Regions from separate parts of the Zea mays genome. Here all the other regions are linked to region 2. The links are chromatin contacts, called in public Hi-C maps. All regions are on one chromosome and are shown on one strand. Each heading gives the region's core, a stretch centred on a gene start, on an enhancer-like site or on the middle of the called end of the contact. The rest is flanking DNA. Distances are from core to core; before and after follow the strand shown.

Evidence for each region. A called contact is a pair of places that touch in the nucleus more often than the background predicts.
Region 1: a contact with region 2 is called in a Hi-C map of ear, with 1.6 times the contacts expected there. The contact joins the promoter of LOC542534 here to the enhancer-like site in region 2. A contact is called at or near these places in 3 of 25 Hi-C or Micro-C datasets (bundle sheath, ear and tassel).
Region 3: a contact with region 2 is called in a Hi-C map of ear, with 2.8 times the contacts expected there. The contact joins the promoter of LOC100193025 here to the enhancer-like site in region 2. A contact is called at or near these places in 2 of 25 Hi-C or Micro-C datasets (ear and tassel).

What each region holds. Positions count from the first base shown.
Region 1 is chr1:40,289,054-40,292,283 of Zm-B73-REFERENCE-NAM-5.0, reverse strand. It overlaps LOC542534 (initiator-binding protein 2), which reads right to left and starts at 1,621. Exons shown (of 10, transcript NM_001324298.1): 1 at 1,358-1,621; 2 at 238-418; 3 at 1-133. The coding sequence starts at 327.
Region 2 is chr1:40,039,985-40,043,275 of Zm-B73-REFERENCE-NAM-5.0, reverse strand. No RefSeq gene overlaps it. Among protein-coding and RNA genes, the nearest start is that of LOC100273259, 35 kb to the right of the region's middle. Within about 2 kb of position 1,770, at least 20 of the 20 cell types and tissues checked have an H3K27ac peak or open chromatin away from gene starts, as enhancers often do. A contact at or near this core is called in bundle sheath, ear and tassel, where this site is marked.
Region 3 is chr1:39,863,040-39,865,945 of Zm-B73-REFERENCE-NAM-5.0, reverse strand. It overlaps LOC100193025 (putative laccase family protein), which reads left to right and starts at 1,282. Exons shown (of 6, transcript NM_001138193.1): 1 at 1,282-1,480; 2 at 1,788-1,939; 3 at 2,408-2,655; 4 at 2,736-2,864. The coding sequence starts at 1,367.

The sequences.
Region 1 (3,230 bases), core at 372-2,871, 250 kb before region 2:
GGGCACCAGCGCTCATGTTCCCCAGCGAGCCCACCCCCTCATCAAGCAGCTTCCCTGCCACCGTCGCGAGAAGGTCGAATGCTGACATCTGGGGCGGGTTCTGGGCCTCCTTCTTCCTGACCGATCTCTTGCCCTGCACATTTCACCGAACAAGAAACACCATCCTTGTCAGACTCGCCAACCAAGGGCAGCGAAGAGAGGGCCGAATCGATGCGCTGAAAGCCGCGTACGGCGTACCCTCGCAGACTTGGGAACGCGCGGCATCTCCGCGACTTGGCCTCCACCGGACGCCTCCAACTCTGACGAGGACCTCTTTTGGAACACCATTTCTGCTCTCCGCTTCGGTTGCTTCAAGTTTACAGGAGGGTTACTTAACAACTGGTGGTTGCGCTGTTCATGGCTTGTCACCAACACAAATCTGCAAGAACACAGTAGCAATCAGCAAATGAAAGCTGGTACTAGTAGGTAGGAAAAAAAAGAAGAGGAAATAATTCATTGGGATCTCCGCAGTGACTTGGGATAAATCTTCTTTAAACCCTCCATTCCATTAATTAAACAGGGAACGATCATAGGAGTACTACTGCGTTTGAAGTAATTAATTACCAAAAGTTATAATCCCAATACCCCAAGCCGATTAACCGAGAGATCTAGTCGTGAAACAGCCAAATGAAAAGAATTTTCAGCAGGCTGCGCTCCAAAAACGAATCAAAACTCAAACACAAAAACAGCAGAAGAAATAGAGAGAATTCATACTTCAACCCGTGATCCGAGTTAAGACCTCAGGTTTTTTCTTGCGAGATGGTTTCGCCACTGAATTTAATGCACAAGCAAATAAATTCGCCAGGTAAACCAGCACGCCAAGCGATCAAAAGGGAGAGTGAGAGAGAGGAGAAGAAAACTTTTTTTTTTAAAAAAAAAACCTCGTGCATCGGAATCCGCGAGGAGCAAGCAACTGCCAAAAGGAAAGCGGGCACGTCGACTAAAAAAAGGAAGAGCGACCGGAAACCTCACAGGCGCACAAGAACGTCGAGAAAAACGTGAATCGAGCGAGGCCAGATCCGATCTCGGCACCCGATCCACAGCAATTCGACGCGAAATTAAGCAAAACCCCACGAATCCAAACCGCGACTCTGAAATGTGCCGGAATCTCGGAAAGACGCGAATTTCACCTCTTTATCCGAGCACAGAGCGGCGGATCGGAGCAAAGCAAGCAGAATTCGGACAAGGATGGACGAAAACAGAGCGGAAGCAAAACCCCAACACAGCAGCGCCTCACAGCGGGGCACCAAGACACGAAACCCAGCCCCAGAACCGCATAATTCGCCAGAATTCCGCGGAACTAGCACGGCGTGCTCACCTCGCCGGCGTCTACGCCCGCCCGCCTCCGATCGCCCTCGGATCGCCGCCTCGCTGCGCTGCTCCGCGGCCGGACTCGCCGAGATCCCTCAGCCCCTGCGGAATTATTCCCCCTCCCCTACCTCTGGGTGCTCCCTCTTCCTCCTCGTCTTGCTTCTCCTCTCCTCTTTTATTTTTATTACCCTTTTCCCCCTTCACCCTCCTTGCTCTCCTCTCCGCCCTCCGCCTTGGTTTTTTCTTCTGGTGGTGGAGGTGCGTGGTGCGGTGGTGTGGGTTGGCCAAAACCCCTCAAAACCACCCCCCCTTCTTAAACCCCCCAACTCCGCCTCGCTTACGCTTACGCCCACGCCATCCCGGGGAGGGGCGTCCACCGGCTGCTCCCGGTTAAACCCCACGCGGCCCCACCCCAACGACCGGTTCCGCCCTCCCGCAGCGTCCACGTGGCGGGGCCACGTGATCCGACGGCAGCGGGCGCCTGTCCCGGCTTACTACAACGGGAGAGACGTCTCCGCGCCCGTGATAAATTCCGCAAATCCAGGCCGTCGGTGTGGGAGCGGACGCGCCAGCCGCGCCGTCGGATCGCACGGTGGCCCTCCAGTCCCTCGTGACCACGAACCCAAGGAGTGATCCCCCGTTAACCGGTGGGGCTTAAGTGAGGAGAATAGCAGGGACGTTTTTAGGAAAGAAACGTGAGGGGGTTAGTAATTATTAACTGCATGTAGACCCACTTCACAGTCTCTCTCACGGAATTAATTCGGGGTTCTCCGTTTTTAAAATATTTTTATTTATAAATTAATCTTTTCATGGAGGGTTTTTGCTGTTTTCGGGCTATTGGTGGTCGGTGGAGAATGTCCACGGGTGATGCCTGAAAAGGTGCTAAGATTCCGGAGCTTCTTCAACGCAGAACCAGATAATTTTTAGATAAGAAATTTGTGGTCTTCATGATTCTAAAATATATACATCTACCATAGAAAAATATGTGCTAGGTCCAGCTGGCATCTCACTCGGCCATTGCCCGGACCAAAGGTGCATACGCAGCATGGAATTTCTAGGGTTTAAGAAAAGTTCATTCTTTGGATTCCAAATTTACAAAGCTACGAAATATTAAATCCACTACTTTAATCTGTATCTAGTCGAAATCCGTTTAGTTCGTTACGGAATAATCATGGATGTCTTTTATTAGAATGGACTGAATTCCTACTGCAGGTTTTGCGTTACTATCTTTGCATAATGGTACCACTGTACGATCAGTTTCCACTATTAGCATTATCAGACAAAGGAACACACATCGGCTGTACAAATTTGCATGGCATGCCATTTGTAGACCCCAAGTCTTATTTGGTTTCTTTCTCGTAATTCTACGTGCACACATACATAGCAACTTTCAAAAATACTTCATCCTCTCAGACAAAAATAGGCAAACATTATTTTACAGCCTTAATGCATTTGTAAACTCTTACTGAGTAGAAACTTGCTTTGTCGTCTCATATAACATATACCTATGTCTCTTATAAAAGACTACCATCTTTAATATCTGCAAACAAGCTATCCATATGTTATACTTAACCTATATCTATATCTCTTTTAAAAGTAAACCCCACTAACTTTAATATCTGCATACAAGCTCCATATGTTATATCTCACTAAACGCCACATCATCCTTAATAAATGCTACACCATCTTTCACTAAATGTTTACTATTTTCAGTATATCAAAAAGTAAGGCATCCACGTCATACTATTTGTTTGGCCGACATATCCTTCTATAATTTCATCTACTATATCATGTAGGTGTTTTACTTGATTTTCTCATTAGCACGTCATATTTAGTATATCTATCTCATACATGGGATGATGCAACAATTTTATTTCTAA
Region 2 (3,291 bases), core at 521-3,020:
AGAACCATGTGTGGAAGAACCATGTGTGGATGAGTGAAGACTCATGGAAGCCCACGCCTACGCAAACCCATCTACACCCATGGGTATCAACCATTTTAACCCACAATACAAAATAAACTCACCCAACCCAAACCATTTACAATTAAAACCCACCACAACCCACCAAAATAAACTTTTTTCTTAAACCCACCTAAAATACCCGCTTACACTCCCCCGTTTGCAGGTCTAAGTGTACCGTGTGTAATTTTACTCCTACTTTGTATTTATTATGTGACATTAAAAATCTGTGATTAATCGCTAAATTGTCTCACTTGACAATTGAGGCAAACGTAGCAGAGACCCTGTTTGCAACTCGCAGCGAGGTTCACCTGAGTTCGAGTGGCAACAGAGGTGTTCAAAAGAGTCTGCTGTAGTCTGTACCGTCACGGTGTCCGTGTCTTTGTTGCTCCCTCGTTTCTTCACCGCCTTGTCAACCCTGGAGTGAAGACTTAAGGCTGGTCCTTGGGCGAACGTGATCACGGCACGGGATGGTCCGTGCATGTGAGTTGTGAGCCGAGAAAAAAGAAGAAGATAAAGGGCGACGGGGACATGGAACCAACAGCTTGTGCACTGAAAGAGGCTGTCCGTGATGATGGCGCTGATGTCTCTCCTCTCCGAGGACATGATTATTTGCGGCGTTGTTTTCCCAACCTGTGATCCCCTGGCGTAAAGGGAAAGCGGCCGGGACGGACGATAGGGCTCGTTCTTTTCCCCCCTCCTTATCACAAATGCACCAGCTAGTTAGTTGCTTAATCCTTTCGCCATTTGACGTGCATGCACCTAGCTAGCATTCTTGCAACAACCTGGAGTACCTTCTTCTTCAGAGGGGCCCCCATGTCTTTCCGTTTCTGATAGGCTTATACAGTCACACCCCCACTCTGATGTGTAGCCTAGCCGCCAGCCCGACACAGTGCTTGAGAGAGAAGGGGGTGGTGGCTTGTCAATTGTCATGCAGATCAATTAGCTCGCCAGGTTCGGCCGTTGGCGTGAGCCGAGGCAGTGGCACGGGATGGGTGAGAGCTTTTATAGGACGCTTTGCAGACTTCAGTCTGCAGAGGCCTCCGCATACACTGTACAGCTACCAGACTAACAAACTTGCAGTGGGCCTGCACTGCAAGACTGCGATGTGGGCTTCTTCGTTAACGGCCGCACGGGGCACTGGGCTTCTTCTTCTTCAAGCCCGAAAGCTTCGGCCCTTGGGAAAGTCGAGTTGGGCCCACTGGCCAAGATGGCAATGGAACTTTTCGATCAGGTACCGAATAGCAGACGAGGAGTGAATGTTTCTGAAGCTGGTAAGAAGTGGATTCAGAAACTAGTTGTTTTCAGACTATATTTATCTAGTTGTTTTCCTCTGCGCGTTACACGTTGTTCAGCTTCAGCCCATGTATTCAGAAACCGGTTGGTTGGTTTGGGACCTTTTTCCTCGTTAAATCCAACCTGACGACGCAACCTGCCAACAACTCTATGGATTATTCATGTGCAAATCCGTGGACGAGAGAGAGAGACAGAGAGAGGATTAAGATTAACTCATGGATGGTGTTTCCAGCCGCGCTGGACTAGGAGCAAAGATCCAGGGCTGGATGATTTACATGACGCATGACAGGCTTAACAAAAAGCATTCCGATCCAAAATCCACTTCACCCTTCTGATCAGCTGATGGGACACCATGCGGGACGGGACGGGATCGCTGGGCGACCTGTGGACCATCTCCTGCCTGCCGGCTTGTCCGATCCCCGTGCTGCAGGGGGTGGGGCAGCACGGTGGCCACGAACGCCGCCGCGTCTAACACGTACCACTCCTCCCGTGGCTGTGTTCTCGGAAGAATTCCACGCCACAAGTGCAGACCCCCACCGCGTCTCCCGGGGATAAGCGCTGAGCTGGACTCGGCTTGGATGGCCTCTAGCTCCAGCGACGCTTTCTTGAGAGCTCATTCAGGGCATCTAGCCTATAGCCAGCCCGGCCCACCGGAGCTCTTGTCTCCTAGCTGCCTGCCTTCTACTTGTATAATTCCTCTGTTGCCATCATCGCCCTCAAATCATCTGCTAGCTTCCTGTCCAGGAAAACGTCAAGAAGGGAGCGATGGACTCATGCTCTCTGGTCATGGTTCAGAGCTCTCAGCCAAGCTAATAAGCTCGTCACTATTTTAATTTCAGTGGAAGAGATGAGCTAATAAGTAGTACTCCCTCTGTTTCTTTTTATTTGTCGCTGGATAGTGCAAAATTACACTATCCAGCGACAAATAAAAAGAAACGGAGGGAGTATTTTTCAGTGGAATTGAACACGCAGCATGATGTATGAGCTATGTGTACGCAACGCCAACGCAGCCCATTTCAGCTTCAGTCCTTGTCAGTGTCACTAGCTAGGCTACGTGTGCAAGTCCTAAACTAGAAGGAAAAAGTTCTCCCGTACCAGCATTTAAATCTGCCGCGCGATCGGTAGGGATCGTGCGGACGGCAGACGGTCGACGAAAGGTATGTAAAACGCAGCCAATCAGTGCAAGCTAAAATGGACGGCCAGCAGCACACTACTCTCCAATTACATTACATATATGAGTGGGATAACATTTGTGACTAAGAGAGACCGGTTCTTGTGCCTACATGATATGCTAAACTTCTTTCTATACTAGGTTCGCCCGCTCGACGGGCGGCACTAGCTTCCACTTCCACACACTAATTATTGTTGTTCGTCCTACTAAACAAACCTTGTTGTTTAGCAGCCTGCTAGACGTACGTACGATGCACAAGGTACCTCCGAAGAACCTCCCTTTCAGGCAGCGCAACCTACGCGCTACGCTTTATGCATGCCCACCGAGCTGAGACAGTGTAGCCCCCGAGAGAAACAAAAGGCAAGGCACCAAAACTCGCAGGGCGGCCACCATCTGTGGTGGTGGCCAAGCTAGCTAGGACAAGCAGGCGGCACTGAACGTTGCATATATAGCAAAGCTGGACGCGACGGCGACGGCGACAGCGACGCGGCCGTCGGTCCGCATCGCTTATTGGAAGGGAAATAAAACACCGGCCGTGAGGGCTGGTGGGCAACGGACGACGGAAGTGCGCGCGCGCGCGACGGGAGAGGACAGCCACTCTCCGCGGCCGTCCGCGCGAGGCCGGCCGTCTCGTCTAGCTCTAGCTCTAGCCCCTGTTGGTTTATGTTCATTCGCTGGAGCCCCTTTTGGTTGGCTTTGGGCTTTGCCCACCGAGAAAAAAAAGCGACGAGCGAGCTGAGAGCGGAGAGCCTGAGACGACGTACGTG
Region 3 (2,906 bases), core at 33-2,532, 180 kb after region 2:
GAATGAAGTGTGATTTTAATAAATATATGGCCTTTTCGTGCCTCTATATGAGCCATTTCGTGCCTGCCTTAAACGAGCCGTGCTCGTGCCCGCCCATGGGCCGCGACCTCGGACCAAACCCGGCCCGATATATCGGGTCGTGTCAGCCTGACACTAAATTATTTCGGGTCGTGCCATGCCTGGGTGTATTTTTTTTTGTGCTTCGGGCCGGCCCATCAGACCCGGCCCAAATATACACATATAGAGAGGATGGCTGATGGCCTGCGCTGCAGCCAGTCTTAGAGTCGGTGTGCAATAGCGACGACGACACCGAGAGTGCATTAGCTAGGTGATGGTCTTTCCATCGCTAGCCGTATTAGAGTAGATCAGGTCCCTAGGTTTATGGGGCGAGGAATGTTAACCAATAATCCAATGTATTGTTATGCATGCAATCATAATACAAGAAGTCCCCTCTTTGACCGGATTCACATAAGATCAATCCAACAGAGAGGTGGCCTGGACCTGTGAGCTGCAGTGTTCTAAACTCTGATCTCTAGTTCGTCCGTCTATCAGTTTACAGGAGAAAAACTGTTGAAATTAACCGCTGAGCACTCCAATCCTAGCCAAGTGTTAATAAGGTAGCGTTCGATCTGACGCGACAAGGAAATCTCAACAGACGACGCGACGGTTAATTTGCGGTCGTTCCTTGAGAAGAACACACAAGATCATATCACAACACTGCAGGGGGGGCGGGCGCGGGCTTCAGTCTGTAATACGTACGTTGGAGATAATTGGCTGGCTGCATCATCTCAGTAGTCTCAGTCATGAGTCATGATTCCTGAATCCTGACGAGGGTGCACTCAGATCGAACGGTTCAAAAAAAAAATGAGCGCGCTGGACGCCGGAGAAAATACATGTACGTCCGTCCAGAGCGAGAGCAAGCAGCTAGCGGGGCCATACGTCAAAAAGGGCGATTCCTTTGCCTGCACTCTAAAATCCAGGCGGACCCAACTCTTTGTACATGACCAGGCAAAAGCGGCCGCTGGCTGGCGCTAATAAGCCCCGCCTTTTTCTCCGTCTCCTGTCAACACCCTTTCGATCATCATCGTCACCTAATTCTCGCTCCGCCCCGGTTTTTTCTTGTCACTGGGAAAAAAAGGGAAAATATCATGTCGCCACCTAATAAATTGCAAGGAAGGAAGGAAGGAATGCAACCACCGTCGTCAGTACTGTACTGTCCTCCTCCTCCTCGCTATATAACCCTTCATTCCTGCCGCGTGTTGTAGCTATAGCTCTAGCTAGCTATCTTGCTGCGGCCGGCCATATATAACAACCGTACGTCCTCGATCTCTCGTCCGAGATCGATCTGCGTGCCAAGGGAAGGGAGATGGGGGCGGCGCCGCCATCGTCGTGGCTTGCGTTCATCCTGTTCTTCGGCACGTTGGTAGCGTTGCCGCAGTCGTCACACGGCGGCGGCACAACCAGACACTACACCTTCAACGTAAGTGCATTTCACTCATCAACCAATTAAGCAGCCGCCGTTCGTCCATGCATGCTGTGTGTTCTTATGTACGTATACTTGCTGGCTAGGACTAGGAGTACCCACATGCATGCATGCATGCACGCACGCACGCAGTGATTTAGCTATAGCTGCTAGTAGTTCTTGTTGTTGATGCATGGTCGTCTGTTCTTCCATCGTCTATATATGAAGGAAGTTTGGGACGACGGACGTGACAGGGTCTATATATCATCTGCCGTTTCGAATCATGTCATGTGTGGTGTGGGCTTGTGTGTGGCATATATGGCAGGTGACGATGAAGAAGGTGACGCGGCTGTGCACCACCCGCGCCATCCCGACGGTGAACGGCCAGTTCCCCGGCCCCAAGATAGTCACCAGGGAGGGCGACCGCGTCGTCGTCAAGGTGCTGAACAATGTCAAGGACAACGTTACCATCCACTGGTAAACTTTCTCTTCATGTATATAGTAATTAGTATACATATATATATAGCGATCTGCCCTGCAGCAACGACGACGAACTGCCATGTTTCTTTGCACCAACGACGCGACGAACTGCAGCAGTAACCTAGATCATCATTCGCAAAGCTGCCATGTTTCAACGGAGAAATCATCGTTTCGTACCTCTGTCTCGATCCTGCTGGTTGGTGTCAGCAACTAATTAATAACAAGCAGCGTCTACCACCTTTTTATTTGTTTCCTGGATGCGATCAGCAGCTAGCTCGCCATCCTTTCAGTTAGCAAAGGACCAAGTGGGCAGCAGCCTAGTTTCAGGTCTTTCAGGACGTGCCAATGCAATATAATGCAGCTGATATATATTTGCATGCCCGTACTGATGCTTTTGTGTGCCTTCCCTCTGGGTGCGTGCGATGCAAACTGCATATACGTACACGCGAACGAATTGAACAACAGGCACGGCGTTCGGCAGCTGCGCACGGGGTGGTCGGACGGGCCGGCGTACGTGACGCAGTGCCCCATCCAGACGGGGCAGAGCTTCGTGTACAACTTCACCATCACGGGGCAGCGGGGCACCCTGTTCTGGCACGCGCACGTCTCCTGGATGCGCGCCACGCTCTACGGGGCCATCGTCATCCTCCCCAAGCGCGGCGTGCCATACCCGCTCCCGGTTAAACCCTACAAGGACGTCCCAGTCATCTTCGGTGCTGCTGCTGCTGCTGCTCTGCTCTGCTTGTAGCCTGCCCTGTACTACTAGGATAATTAACGTGCGATGTGGCCGCAGGAGAGTGGTTCAACGCGGATCCAGAGACAATTGTCGCCCAGGCGCTTCAGACTGGAGCAGGCCCAAACGTGTCGGACGCCTTCACCATCAACGGGCTCCCGGGCCCTTTGTACAACTGCTCCAGCAAAGGTAAGACTCGGCCCGTTCAGCCAGGGCCCATTGAAAAGTTCA